Regions from separate parts of the Gossypium hirsutum genome. Here all the other regions are linked to region 1. The links are chromatin contacts, called in public Hi-C maps. All regions are on one chromosome and are shown on one strand. The core of a region is the stretch at or near the end of the contact, and the rest is flanking DNA. Distances in the headings are between cores, read along the strand shown.

Region 1 (2,856 bases), core at 232-2,731:
GTGACAGGATTTTAATTTGGATATTGAGTGATGGCTTCTGCTGTTTAGGTGGAATTAGCTTATGCGTCTAGTTTTAGTAATAAATTAAATAGTAAATTATAAAATGGTGATTTTTATTTTTATTTATTTATGTTTAAAATGTTATGTTTTAGTTATTTACGTTATCATTTTGTTACGAAACGGTCACTTTATCGTTAAGTTTCGTTATCTCTCTAACGGTAGTCTTAAGTGGCAATCCAAATAGATTTTAAATGTTTAGTTGCTAATATGAAAATAAGTTTTTAATTAAATAAATTTTATTTAGACTGCCACATAGGATATCTAAGTTGGTATTTAAAACTCAATTAGACTGCCACATAAGACCGCCATTAGGGAGGTAACAGAACTTAACGGTAGAGTGACAACTTCGTAACAAAATAATAGCGTAAGTGACTAAAATGTAATCTAAGACAAACAAAAATGACTATTTTTATAATTTATCTTAAATTAAGAGTCAATTATTTTAAAAAAAAGTATTTGTATTGATTGTATCGGTTTAATTTTGATCACATCATTTGAAATATTATGCATTAACTGATGCATGAATTCATGCTTAAAATATATTAAATTATTCTTTTACCATTTATAGTAATTAATAATTTAATCTGTATTTATAATAAATTCAAAATAGTACATCGAAATAGTATGAAATTGGGTTGAAAAACTATGTACCCATCAATACAATATTAATCATTTTAATCTAATTTTTCATTCTCATCCAACATTAAAAAAAAAAACCAGAGCTAACATGTCCTTCAACACACATCATAAATTTGTGTTGAAGGTAAATAATAATAATAATAATTGTGTATGGAACATGAGTTTTGAAGAAGAAATTAAAAAATAATAATGAATAACAAAGTTGAGATGTTAAGATAAAATTTTGTTTAAATCAAATCGATTATAATTTCACTCATGTTGACTGATTAGTTATTAAATAGCTCAATCTTTTTTAGCAATCCTGTTTGGAAGAAGTAGAGGCTAAGGTTGTAATTTACAAAACAAAAGACCCAAATTAGCAGACAAAGAACACATTTAAACAAACAATAAAACTATAATCATGGTAATTAAAAAGATGGAAAATCAAAAGTGCGTAATTGATAAGATTTCCAGTTTTGGTTTAAAAACATGGTAGTAGTAACATTCTTCACAAAAATCAAAAACTAAATTCATCATTGTCACCAATCCATTTTATTTATTAAAAGCTGAAAATGACATTCAAAATATTCCTTCTGCAATACTAAATAAAAATAATAATCAACATCAAGCTCTTATTTTTATTTTATTTTTTCCAGGAATGTTATAAGATATCTTGGATTGAGGGACCCCCTTCATCGGTAGATTGGGATTTTCCATCAATGTCCATATGCCACGTGGCGACTCATGAACACCAGCTCGAATCACTCATCATGCCCCCGGATCTGAGTATTACACCCAGACACCAATCCAATCCAATCCAATCCAATCCAATCTCATCCCCCACGGTTTTTCTTTTATCCCCTAAACTCTTCTTAATAATTACTTACTATCTCATCATTATTTTAATTTTTATTCCAACAATACTGTACCTTCTACATATAGCAAATATGGAACTAAAAATATTTAAGCTACATATTCCCCCCCCCCTCTCTCTCAAATAATTCATTTTCTTTCTTGCTTCCTCCTGAGTACGGTTTAATCGCCCATCTTTTTTCCTTCATTCAACCTGTGTCTGCTTCCCAGAATATAATGCTCCAACAAGGTACGTGTATATGCAAAAGTAATTACTATATCATTGATGTACTTGAATTTTTATTTATGTCTTCTATAGCAAATGATTTCAAAGAAAATAAAAACATGTAATAATATTTCTATCTTTGTCTTGTGTAGTTAATTTATTGATTTCTTTTTTTCATTTTCAGCTGATGGGTTTTCTTAATTTATTATATTTCTTTGTAAAACACTTGGATCTTACCAAGATAACTTCTTGTTTTTTTATTTAACACTTTTTTTCTTTTTCCTTTTTTTTTTAAATCTTGTTTAGCTGAGTGAGTGATGGGGTTGTATGCTTCTTATTCCTTGAATTTGATGCAAAATCTTTTTTTTCTCTCTTTTTTTCTTAATTTTAATTTACTTTTTATAAATAAATTTAATGTTTTTCTGTATTTGTTTTATATATCTATATATATTTCTCATTGTCATTTTTGCTGTTAAAAAGATTAATAATGCTGTCTCTCTGCAGCATAGTACTAACTATGAGAGTAATCTTATCTGCATCATTGACTAGTTTTCTTTTTTAATAACAAATTTTGGGTGTGTTTGAGATGCTTCCTTGCAACTCCATGTTTTAGTTGGGTATTTTCTGAGTACATTAAAAAAAGTTTCCCTTTTATGGAAATGGATCTGCTTTTTCACATCTCATCATAAGTAATAATAATAGTAAAAAAGATAAACAATAATATCAACTATTATTTTTCATGTTTTGTTTATTGATCTTTCTATGAAAGAACTGAAAGTAGCATGCATGGTGATGGACATGATTTCTACTGCAGGCCTTTGTCTCTTACACCTTAAACAATTCTTGTTTTTTTCTTTTTCTTTTTGCTATATTTAACTATGTATGATTATGGCTATTTTATTAGTAAAAACAATACATCATCGATGTATATTAAGTTTCTAACTACTGCCGTCTCATATATTGTTTCCCTATCATATTCTTTCCTTTCTTTGTTGTAAGTTTTCGATTTGATAGAACTGCGAGTTTCCACAAAGTAAGGCCCAAAAGTAAAAAATAAAATGGAGGGTGACACATTGAGGCTTGGCAATGGTGGTGGTCAG
Region 2 (2,856 bases), core at 253-2,752, 150 kb after region 1:
TTTGTACAGAGAAGGGCAGGCGGTCACGTGCGGCTATGTCATCCTCAGTTCTCACTCTCGATTATTTGCATCACACGCGCTCCTCGGTGGGCTTTGCCATGTCCAGCTACAAGGAGCAGAGATCACGTGGCTTGGACCCCACACAGTCTAAACAAGCGGGGCCATTTGAAATTATTGTTAGCTTAAGCACAGTAAATTTGCAAATTAACTACAGTAAATACTGATAATTGCACCTTTTGTGCTGGCAAACATATACACCACTACTAAAATTTTGATTTACATCTCTAATTTATCGGCCACGTGGTGAGTTTATTATAGAGTTATGATAAATGTTTATTGCTAGGTATCTTCTGTCCATAAGTTGGCTGGACATGATGATTCTCTTGTTTCACAAAATTTTATCTCCCACAACTCAAAAATACATTCAACTATTTATCATTACAAATACTTCTTTTTATCTAGTTTGAATTTAATTTTTTATGTGAATTATTTTTAAGGTTTGAATAATTTTTTGTAGAGGGGATTTATTTGCAAGTTGAGATATATACGAATCTAAACTATCAAACCATTTACTTGACATAAAAAGGATATTTGCTCTCTGAAAAGATTTGTAAACTAAAGAAAGGTAAAAGAAGATATTAAGCAAACTCAAATTCATTCTTGTTTTTCATATCTGTGGATGAACTTACATTTATACATTTGATTTCTTAACTGTTATATAACAGCTCAACTGTAAAGTTGTTATTAATAGAATTGCTAGAGTACTTATACTATAACTACTTAACTAATTCATAAACTCTAATATTCACCTATCTACCCAACCTTCGAAACTCGTAAGAGCTGTCGAAGTTTACAAAATTGAGATGCAGACAACAGTTTAGTAAGAACGTCAGCAACTTGATCACAGGCATAAACTTCTTCGACGATAAGAAACCCAGCAACAACTTTCTCACAGAAAAAAAATAGATCAAGTTCGACATGTTTAAACTTTAAATGTAAAACCGGATTGCCACTGCAACAACACTCGAATTATCACACCATATTGTTGGTGTATCAACAGAAAGATACTGAAGTTCACTTAATAAAGGCATTAGCCATGTAACATCCATAGTTGCAGCCGCCAACCCGTGATACTCAACCTCAGCGGTGGAACAAGACACAACCTGTTGCTTTTTAGAACACCACGAGATAGGGTTATCACCAAAATAGATATAGTATCCTGTAGTAGACCATCGATCATCAAAATCTAACCCCTAATTCACATCAACATAGCCAACCAAAGATAGCCTCTTAGATGGTTTGACAAGCAGACCATTATCAACCATACCACTCAAATAGTGTAAAATTCGTTTGAATGTCACAAAATGAACATATGTGGGAGCATGCATGAACTGACAGATATGGTTCACAGCATAAGTAATATCAGGCCGGGTTAGCATGACATATTGTAAAGCACCGACAAGACTACGATATTCGCTAGGGTCTTCAATTAGAGTACCCATGGTTTTGGACAGAAAAGAATAGCTAACCATAGGTGTATGAATAGCCTTAACATGAATGAGATGACAACGATCAAGCAAGTCAAGAACATACTTAGGTTGACATAGATGAAGAGTTCCATTAGTCAGGCGAGTGACTTCAACACCTAGGAAATAATGAAGATCCTACATGTCTTTGAGTGAAAACATAGAATGAAGTTGTTCAACAAACACGTCAATATTAGGAGCTGAACTCTCGGTAACGATAATATCATCAACATATACAAACGTATACATATGAGCCACATCAATAATACGTATAAACAGGGAAGCATCAGATTTGGACTTGACAAAACCTATGGAAAAAAGATAGGATTTCAACTTATCAAACCACCCTCTTGGAGCCTGTCGTCATCCATACAACGCCTTTGTTAACCAACAAACCAAAGGTTACCCATCGGCATTATGTTGAACATATCTAGGAGGTTGATAAATGAAGACTTCTTCGGTAAGCTCACCATTGAGAAAAACATTATTTACATCTACTTGCTGTAGCTGCCACTGCTGGGACACAACAATTGATAGAATGGTCTTGATGGTGGCTGGTTTAACAGCAAGACTAAAGGTTTCTTGAAAATCACAACCTGGTACCTGAGAACAACTTTTGGCAACTAATCTCCCCTTCCGTCGAGCAATAATGCCGTCGGGATTTCGTTGAAACTTAAACAACCATTTACACCCGATCGACTTTCTCCCTAGTGGCAAAAGAACTAACTCCCAAGTGCGATTACGAATTAATGCATCATATTCAGCTTGAGCCGCTACTTTCCATTCCTCATGAGCAAAAGCTTCATCAATCGTACGAGGCTCATTTTTAGCAGTTTCAACAGCTAAAACTTTATGTTTGAAAATACCAGCTTTGGACTGTGTCACCATATGATGTGTATTCCCAGTAGGTTGAGGAAGATCGACTACAGTGGCGAAAAATTCTGGTGCGGGAGAAGGGTTGTTTCCAAGTTGTGGAGAAGAATTGATCGTAGTAGAGGGAACTACTGGTGTGTGTGATGGAGTAGTAGTATAACCCAAGTGAAACGAATCATAACGTAAGAGCACAGGATTTTCTGTATTCTGATCAGGAGAACTAGAAGGAGAGGACAACAACTGCACAAGAGGAATATACGTAGTGACACACTCAGTTGTTACGGGAGATGATGAAGGATGTTCATGATACAGAAACCTACTTTCATAAAAATAACATGTCGAGAGATAAAAACTTTCCCGTCAGGCGTGATGCAGACTATATCCGAGAAAAGTACACGACTGAGATCGAGACTCCACTTATGTTTATTAAAAGGACGAAGATATGGAAAATAACAAC
Region 3 (2,856 bases), core at 142-2,641, 140 kb before region 1:
GAATGTGAAGCACGGCCAACGTGCCAGAGTTGGCAAAAAATGATGCTTCCTTTTGCATGAACAGCATCCACAATCTTCTTCCATGCCTCCACCTGTTGGTCATTGTAGATCCCAGGAACATGAGGGAACCTGCTTCAATCATTGCACCATTAGACAATTTAGGATATGCCAGGAATCTGGATAACTCAATATTATGAAAATCTGATATTATTGGAACAATCATTTTGTAACAGGGAAGGGATAAAAAGACTAACAAGGGTACCATTATATCATATACAAAATGATTATATTTGAAGTGAAGCATTGCATCTCCCAACCCTATTATCTCATATTCAATTTAATTTAAAAATAAAAACTCTTCCAATATGCAAAACGACACAACATTGGGCAAATGCTATCTGTTTGATGGAAAAGACTAGAAAGTGGTATAACTAATTGGTGGAATAGTCGTATCAGGCTTTGGTTCAATTACGAAATTACCCAGCTGCAGTGTCGGACACCAGTGTCCCTTCGGTGATTAGAAAGCCGCCGGGAGTCGACCTCTGCGTGTAATATTCAGCGAGCGCTGGCCTTGGGTTTCCATTCAACGCCCTGCATCTAGTCATCGGCGCCAGCACCACCCTGCCATCACATTCAAACCAAACTCAATAGACCCCCGGAAATCTTCGGTAGAACGTGTCTGACAACCAAAGTTCCCTCAAGACAAGGATCTAAGCCCCTCCGAAATCAAGGAATCTGATGCAAAAAAAAAAAAACCCGACAAACTGAAACACAGACCTGTGAGAAAGGTTGAACTTGCCCATCTTGTAAGGAGAGAAGAGCGTTGGGGTCCCTTGAGATTGAGTTTCCGGCATTGTTACCTTCCTACGAACTTGATCTGAAGATGAAAAAACTTATCCGCAGTACACACTCCAGTTGAAAAAGTAAGGAAAACCAACAGTTACTAGAATGATTTACTTAATTATATAAAGAAATTTAGGGTGAGAGAATATAAGCATGTGGCATAAAATTGGACGGTATAGGGCTGGGGTTGCGGGAGTATTTTATAGCTGAAAATTTAATCCTTTGTTTTGATTTGATGAGTTGCGTGGGGAGTTTTGATTGGAGATAGATGGGCGGAGGAGTCGGTGGGTGCTATTTATGGCATGGGTTTCATGTGCTGATTTAAACAGTGGCGATTCTTGATGCAAATATGTTTCCGCCGGCAATCACTGTTGCCGACTGGTTGTTGCTTTGAAAAGAAAAAAACTGAGGCAACAAATAGTTGTAGAATGACTAAAGTTTTTCTCTCTCTCTTGCAAAGAAGTATGAGTCAACACTCAAAGCTCAGTTACAATTGTGAGGGTTCCCACTTGACAAAAAAAGGCTGGGTGAAACAACAATTTTGCAATTCATTAATTCTGTTAATATCACGATTATACGTAATTAATACCGTCTGCATAGTTACAATTATAATAAATTAATAAATTATTAGATTTAATAATTGTACTAATTCGAACTTAAATGGTTCAGTTAGGGTTATCCGTTAAAAGAGAAAAAGTACTATACTTGAAAAAATAAATTTGGGGCTCTTTTCTCTCTCTTAAATAGTCTTTTTGTTATTGCGATGGTCAATTCTGATTGATGGATTTAGAGAATGATTATTTCTTAGTGAAGTTTCGATCAATAGAAGACTATAATAAAGCTCTGATTGAGGGTCTGTGGGTGATCTTTGGATAGTATCTAACAATACAACCATGGACACAAAATTTTTCAACAATACAACCATATCCACATAATTTTGTTGCTTGGATACGCCTTCTGGGTCTCCCAGGATATATGTATAAGAAGAAATTGGTTAAAGCCATTGGTGATAGGATTGGTCTAGTTGTTCGACTAGATGATAATACAGATAATAGTTTTCAGGGTTGGTTTGCCAAGATGGCAGTGTTTTTAGACCTCAATAAACTTTTTATTTCCAATATCAAAATTGAGGATAAAGTTCAACGGATTGAATACAAGTCTCTTCCTAATGTTAGTTTTTCCTTTGTTTTCTATGGGCATAATAAAAATCATGTCATGTCATGAAGTTTGCAATTGATCGAAATTTTTTTTTGAGAATGTCTTTGTACCAACTCCTTTTCGTCCTAATTGAGATTATCAGGAAACTCAAGATAAATATGGACTGTGGATGCTTGTTGAGCGTAGAAAACGGAGAGATAGTCGAAATTTTGAAACAGTGAAGGGAGGGCGACAACCGACAAACCAACATGCGTCTAGGTTCAATGTATTACATGACTTACGGGATGATGAAGCTAAAATCTTGGAAAATCATATTCCAAATCCCACGAATTCTGGTAGTGGTCAACAAAATGGGATTGTTATTTATGACAATCCTCTTGTTGAAAAGGAATCTCTTCCTAAACAGATTGAATTTGTTAAAGGGAAGAAAAAAATGGAAGTTGTCCAAGTTAAAAACCAAAGTAAGGTTTCATTGAGTAATGCGGTAACTTCTACACCATCCAAATTAGATTTGGTTAAGGCAGGCCAATTGGTTAACAATTCTGTTGGGCTCAAATCCTTGACCAAAAATGAGCAAAAAAGACATCGTTTGACATCTACACAAATGGGCTCGTCCAACAAGGATTTTGCCACTGTTTTAAATTCGATCCAAGAAGATAAATGCCCCAAAAGCCCAATCCTCACTTTAAAGTGTAATGAATTAAACAATGAGCCTTAGATTAATATTGTCATTTCCAAAGTGTCAACAGAGTCTATCTCGAAGTCCAAAAATTTAGTACAAAGGAAGATGAAAATTTTTCTTGTCCCCGAGTGTAACACCCATTAGTAGGTCCAGTTGCCAGACCCAAGCTACAG

The links. Hi-C and Micro-C count contacts between places; a contact is called where the count stands out from the background.
Region 2: a contact with region 1 is called in a Hi-C map of leaf, with 2.6 times the contacts expected there. The contact joins the promoter of LOC107899950 here to the promoter of LOC107901073 in region 1. A contact is called at or near these places in 7 of 34 Hi-C or Micro-C datasets (anther, leaf and petal).
Region 3: a Hi-C map of leaf shows a contact between it and region 1, with 1.9 times the contacts expected there. The contact joins the promoter of LOC107901069 here to the promoter of LOC107901073 in region 1. A contact is called at or near these places in 7 of 34 Hi-C or Micro-C datasets (callus, hypocotyl, leaf and 2 more).

What each region holds. Positions count from the first base shown.
Region 1 is chrD06:14,367,513-14,370,368 of Gossypium_hirsutum_v2.1, reverse strand. It overlaps LOC107901073 (protein ELF4-LIKE 3), which reads left to right and starts at 1,481. Exons shown (of 2, transcript XM_016826920.2): 1 at 1,481-1,780; 2 at 2,771-2,856. The coding sequence starts at 2,815.
Region 2 is chrD06:14,218,700-14,221,555 of Gossypium_hirsutum_v2.1, reverse strand. LOC107899950 reads right to left here and starts at 1,502. Exons shown (of 2, transcript XM_016825685.1): 1 at 1,278-1,502; 2 at 990-1,169. The coding sequence starts at 1,502. The coding sequence ends at 990.
Region 3 is chrD06:14,511,567-14,514,422 of Gossypium_hirsutum_v2.1, reverse strand. LOC107901069 (12-oxophytodienoate reductase 3) reads right to left here and starts at 1,391. Exons shown (of 4, transcript XM_041095349.1): 1 at 778-1,391; 2 at 481-621; 3 at 1-129. The coding sequence starts at 854.